Linked DNA regions of Canis lupus: region 1 is linked to region 2. A link is a contact called in public Hi-C data. All regions are on one chromosome and are shown on one strand. The core of a region is the stretch at or near the end of the contact, and the rest is flanking DNA. Distances in the headings are between cores, read along the strand shown.

Evidence for each region. Hi-C and Micro-C count contacts between places; a contact is called where the count stands out from the background.
Region 1: a Hi-C map of blood shows a contact between it and region 2, with 4 times the contacts expected there. The contact joins the enhancer-like site here to the promoter of LOC102152168 in region 2. A contact is called at or near these places in 3 of 9 Hi-C or Micro-C datasets (amygdala and blood).

What each region holds. Positions count from the first base shown.
Region 1 is chr4:37,571,208-37,573,907 of UU_Cfam_GSD_1.0, forward strand. TSPAN17 (tetraspanin-17) reads right to left here. Exons shown (of 9, transcript XM_038534688.1): 8 at 2,616-2,678; 9 at 431-2,040. The coding sequence ends at 1,903. Among named protein-coding and RNA genes, the nearest start is that of TSPAN17, 9.6 kb to the right of the region's middle. Within about 2 kb of position 1,279, at least 1 of the 20 cell types and tissues checked has an H3K27ac peak or open chromatin away from gene starts, as enhancers often do. A contact at or near this core is called in blood, where this site is marked.
Region 2 is chr4:37,161,137-37,163,836 of UU_Cfam_GSD_1.0, forward strand. It overlaps LOC102152168 (normal mucosa of esophagus-specific gene 1 protein), which reads left to right and starts at 1,351. Exons shown (of 2, transcript XM_038533759.1): 1 at 1,351-1,371. The coding sequence starts at 1,351. It overlaps ZNF346 (zinc finger protein 346), which reads right to left. Exons shown (of 6, transcript XM_038534673.1): 5 at 20-113.

The sequences.
Region 1 (2,700 bases), core at 29-2,528, 410 kb after region 2:
CAGTCCAGCCATCACTCTTATTTTCTTCATAGCATATATTGCTAGCACAAATGTTGATGTGCCTACCTGTTTTTATCTCCTGCACAGGAGTACAGCACTGGAGCCAGGACCATTTCTCTACATCCTCACACCTAAGCAGGTACTCAACTCAACTCACACTTGGGCTGTGACAGCTTACTGCCCCTCGTAAGTTGGCACTTCAAGTGTGCATGTTTCACCTTGATTCAGCAGAAGGGCAGGGTTGGTGCAGTGCAAGATGCCAAGAGGGGTCAGATCTGGGGGCCTCCTCTCAGCTGTGGGCTGTGGGCAACTCCCCCCGAACTCATTTCCTCATTGGGAAAATACTCTCCACCTCACAAGGTGTTGTGAGGTTTGGGAGGGAAAATGAAAGGTGAAAGCATTTAAAATCAGAAACCACAGGACACATGCACAATATTGTGAGCTGCATTTATTGTAGCATGGAGAAACCAGCCATAGCCTATCTTTCAGAGACCCGAGGACACCACCCAGCCTGTGTCTGGGAGCCATGATGCTGGGCACCTGCCCCACACCCTGCCCAGCTGCAGGAGCTCCTAGCATTCCTGAATGGCAGAGTCGCCAGGGCCCCCATGGGTGACTGTCCCATAGAGATAATGATGGCACAGGGGCCCCTACCTCTTTTGTTTGGCTAGCAGGGTTTTAAATGTTTTTTTATTAGTTGCCAACAACTTAAAAATCAGAATACTTCACATAAAAATCTAGCTTTTTTGTCCTCTCCACATTTCTTGCATTAGACCTACCTATGTTCTATGTTCCCGCTTTACAGCGATTAGCTACAGCTGAATGACAGCTGCCAGTTTCAGGTGGAAATCTGTGCTTTGCCACCATCCCCACCACACCTTATTGTCACTCAAGGCCAGTTGCCATTAGCGACTCAGACTCAATCATGCAAGTATTTCTTATCACAAAGCAATGACTCTGTGTCCCATCTCCAGTAATAGTGGGAAAAATCAAAGTTGCACTGCAGAGGCCTCACAACTCAAAGGCCTACTTTATTTTTATAACCCACCCAGCACTGAGGGCATCTAAGTTAGAGATCTGCTGTGCACTTAGCCCAAACCTCTCCTTTCATCCACAAATGCTCACTCCACATATACCTCTTTGTGCAGATCTGAGAACAGCAGCCAGACTTCCCAAATCTGAGCCAGTCTTCCCCTTTAGAAGTTTGTAAATTCCCTGAAACCCAAAGAACTAGCAAGCAGGGTGGACTCACCCAGCACAGGGCTGTACCCCGTGGAGTTGCCCTAGGAAAAAAACCAGACCCAGGTAATGCTGTGCTGGTGCGCCCTCTGGTGTCCAGGAGACAACTCTACAGGCCATCCTGAAGATTTTGAACTGGATTCCAAGTGAGCCTTGGAGTCAACCATCAACAGCCCCCAAATCTGGGTCCCCCTATCCTTGAGGGTGCCAAGCTCAGGCTTCCAGCTACCTCCTTCCCAAATCCTTCCTGACCTCCATCCCACCCCTCAACCATTCTCCTGAGTATGCTGGCACCCATCTCAGCCCCCAGGAGGACCAGACTCTTCCCAGGCTATGGCCTCTTCCAGGCAGGCTCCAGCCTCTCCCCCTTCTTCACATTCCCATGCTTGGATCTTGGCCTGGCCCACATTAGGCTTGCAGCATTTGCAGGAAGAACTTTGCAGAGGTGGAGGAAGCCGACTCCCAGCCTACAGGATCAGGCAGGGCACTTAGGTGAGCAGAACGGGCCAGGTTCTCAGAGAACGGGAAGCACATGTCCCAGGAGATGATGACACTGAACAGCCCCTGTGGCCACATGGCCATTCTTCACAAGATGCTGGGGATCTGGATCTGGACTTCTACGTGAAATATACCAAGTTTTAAAGGTTGGCTCAAATGTATACACTATCCAGGCCAAGAAAACATGTTGGCAGGGTGGGTCCAGGCTGGGGCCTCAGATGGACAGCAATGCTGAGGCCCCGCAGCTGATAGAACCTCTGAGATGGTGGGCGTAAGCCAGTGGTTTTCAAGGTTTTGTTTATTTGAGTAGTTTGTAGCCATCATCATGTTTGATCCTGGGAGGCAAGCGAGGGAGAGAAAATTCTTGGACCCATTTTCAAGTCTGAGACACTGAGGCCACAGGGGGCTTCTGGCAGGGTCAAGGTCATAGCTAGTAGAGAAGACAGCTCTGAAGCTGCATGAGGCTGTGTCCCAGGCAACAGCAAGCCCCAAGCCTGCCCTAACAGCCACATGCACAGAGAGGTGTGTCCCAGCTTGAGCAGGGACACAGCAGCCCCCTACCACCCCACCTGGTCCACACATACCCTCTTAGCTGTGCCATTCCTAGGCCCCTGGAGAGCCCACCACCCACAACAGCCAAGACAGTGGTTCCCTGTGCACACTCACAGAAACACACCCGCTCCCTGCATATAGCTCCAGGACAGGCAGCAGCACACAGATTTCTCCATGGGCACACAGCACACCCACACTCAAGCCCCATAGGGAGCTCAGGTCTAAGCAGAAACACCCACAGCCTTGCCCATCACAGGTACAGTGGCACGGGAGAGGGGGTCCCTGGGTAGGCCAGGCAGGTGGCCATGGCCAATGTGGCAGCCTCACCAGTTGGCCTTCACTGCCTTGATGTCACTCACAAGATTCTGGGCCAGGCAGATACCAAAGATCTGTAAGACACAGAAGCAAAGT
Region 2 (2,700 bases), core at 101-2,600:
TCAAAGGACAATTACTCACTGGTTCTTGTGTTTGAAGCCGCTGACATGAGCTTGATACTGTTCTATGGAGTTCAGCATTATCTTACACGTCTTGCAGGGGTAGCCCTTCCCAGCTGAAACACACATAAAAATCAAGATGCTTAGTTATCCAATAAGAAGGGACCTGGGGACTACTGCTTTTGGCAGTAAATGTCCTTCTGAGGATGGATGGTGGGGTAAGGTTAGGTGGTTGGCCCTGAGGAGAATCCCAGAGGCCTCAATGCTCAGGGGGCACAGGGTGCCTATGTGCTTCCTGGGGTTGGGAAGCATCCTGCTGCATGCCCAGCATTGAACCTGGTCCAGAGTAGCTGTCTGCTGAGTAAATAAATGATTGACAGAACAAAGAGGTGACATTTGGTATAACTGTCTTTTCTACCTTGACTGTGCTAAGTGGTCTCATTAAGGATTCCCCTCACTGAGAAATCTCTGGGAAATTTCCACTCTCCTCGCGCTTGCAATAACCGTAATTAATGAGAATGCCTACTATGAAAATTAATCTGACTTTCTACCTTGGGGCTCACAGACACCCTTACTACCAGGGCTGATTCAATGACAAAGTGGTCTTTGTTCATGTGGTCTAGTAGAGAGCATGGGTCAGGAACCAAGATATGGTTGGAGCTGGACTCCTGGCTCTGCTTTCATGTGATCTTGGCTAAATCCCTTCCACTTTCTGATTCTCAGCTTTTCTCAACTATAAGCCAATTACACCATAACTTATAACCATAACACTTATAATAATAAAAAGCATATTATTAACCAAGTACCTGATATAGGCCATGTATGCTATATAATTTTGTCTGGCCCCCATGACAATCTTGTGAGAATCATTACCATTATTTTATAGATGAGGAAAATAAGGCATAGTCACATGCCTAAGAACACAGAGTTAGGAAGTGACAAACTTAGGCTTGACAGGCCATAAAGGGTGTACTTATTCTAGCATGCCAAACATTAGCTATACAAAAAAGGCAGCTGTACACATAACTTTAAGAGCTGTCTAGTTCTGATACTTTTCTAATCATCTGCCATCCTAAAGTTTCACAATTCTGGAGTGAGATCACCTCGGCTCAAATCCCAGCTCTATCATTTCTTACCTGTAGGACCACAGGCCAGTTACTTAACCTCTCTGAGATTTGGTTTCCTCATTTGTAAAAGTGGGGCTTCTCTGAGACTCAGGTTCCTTACCTATAAAATGAGGTTAATATTAGTATCAACCTCATAAGGTTATTGTAATGATTTAAGTAAAAGCATTTGACACATAGGAAGTGCTCAACAAATGAGAGCTTTAATCACTAATATAATTTTACTCTTATGGGTTCAGTGCATAAAGAGGTGAGAGTATCTTTTTTTTTTTTTTTTTTTTGAGAGTATCTTTTAAATAGCCTTCCAACACAGCTGTTGCTACTGTGAACACCAATGATCTCTATTCTAATACGCTAGCCAATGCTCCCAGTGACATTTGTTTCCTTTGTATCTTCGGGTATTTCCCAGAAGATATATCCTTAAAAAAACTTAAGGGGAAAATTACTGCAATCAGAATTCAGGTCCTTTTTAGACATTTATGGCCAGGATTTCCAGAAGGCTTAATCTTAGACCCTCAGCTCTTCTCTCTCTAAACTCTCTAAGGGGTCTCATTCATTCCCCTGACTTCAATTACCACCTAAAACATATGAAATTACCAATATTTAACAGTTTCTGACCTACTAAATGGAAGTATGTCTAACCTAGAACTCCCCTGAGGTCTAGACCTATATATCCAACTGTCTACTTGGATATCTCATGGGCATCTTAAACTCAAGCTGACGAAACCTAGTTATCTATCTGGTTGCCTAATTTTGACTAGTCCCTTTCCTTTACTTCCCACATTTTTTTTTTTTTTTTTTGGTAAAGATTTTATTTATATGTAATCTCTACACCCAACATGGGGCTTGAACTCACAACTCTGAGATCAAGAATTTCACACTCTACTGACAGCCAGCCCTTACCTCCTACATTTGATGGCCAAATCCTGACAATTCTACTTCCAAATAACTCTTGAATCCATCTACTTCTGTCTATCTTCTCCACTGCTATCTTAATCCAAGCTCTTCTCCAGTATGAAATTACTACAATATCCCCATTGCTGGGGTCTTCCCACCCTTCTTCCTCCCTGTTCCAAAACATTCTCCACTTTGTAAGCAGAATAATCTAGTAATGCTTAAACTTAAACTGTCAGTGGCTTCCCAACACTCTTAGGATAAAGGATCAAAACCTTAACATGATCAACACCATGACTGGATAATCTCCCCAGGATAATTTTGCCCAACACTATAATCCTTATGCTCTGGGAAGTCTTCATTGATCCTTGCTCCCCTATCTTAGTTTATTCCATTTATTTCATTTCTTTTTTTTTTTCCCAAAAGATTTGTATATTTATTTTAGAGAGAGAGAGCATGCACATACATGTGTGCACAAGCAGAGTGGGGGACAGGCAGAGGGAGAATGAGGGAAAGAATCCCAAGCAGACACCCCACTGAGCATGGAGCCAGATGTGGGGCTCAATTCCAGGACCCTGAGATCATGACCTGAGCAGAAATCAAGAACTGGTTGCTTAACCAACTGAGCCACCCAGGGGCCCCCCACTTTTTATTTATTATTTTTTTAAAAAGATTTTATTTATTT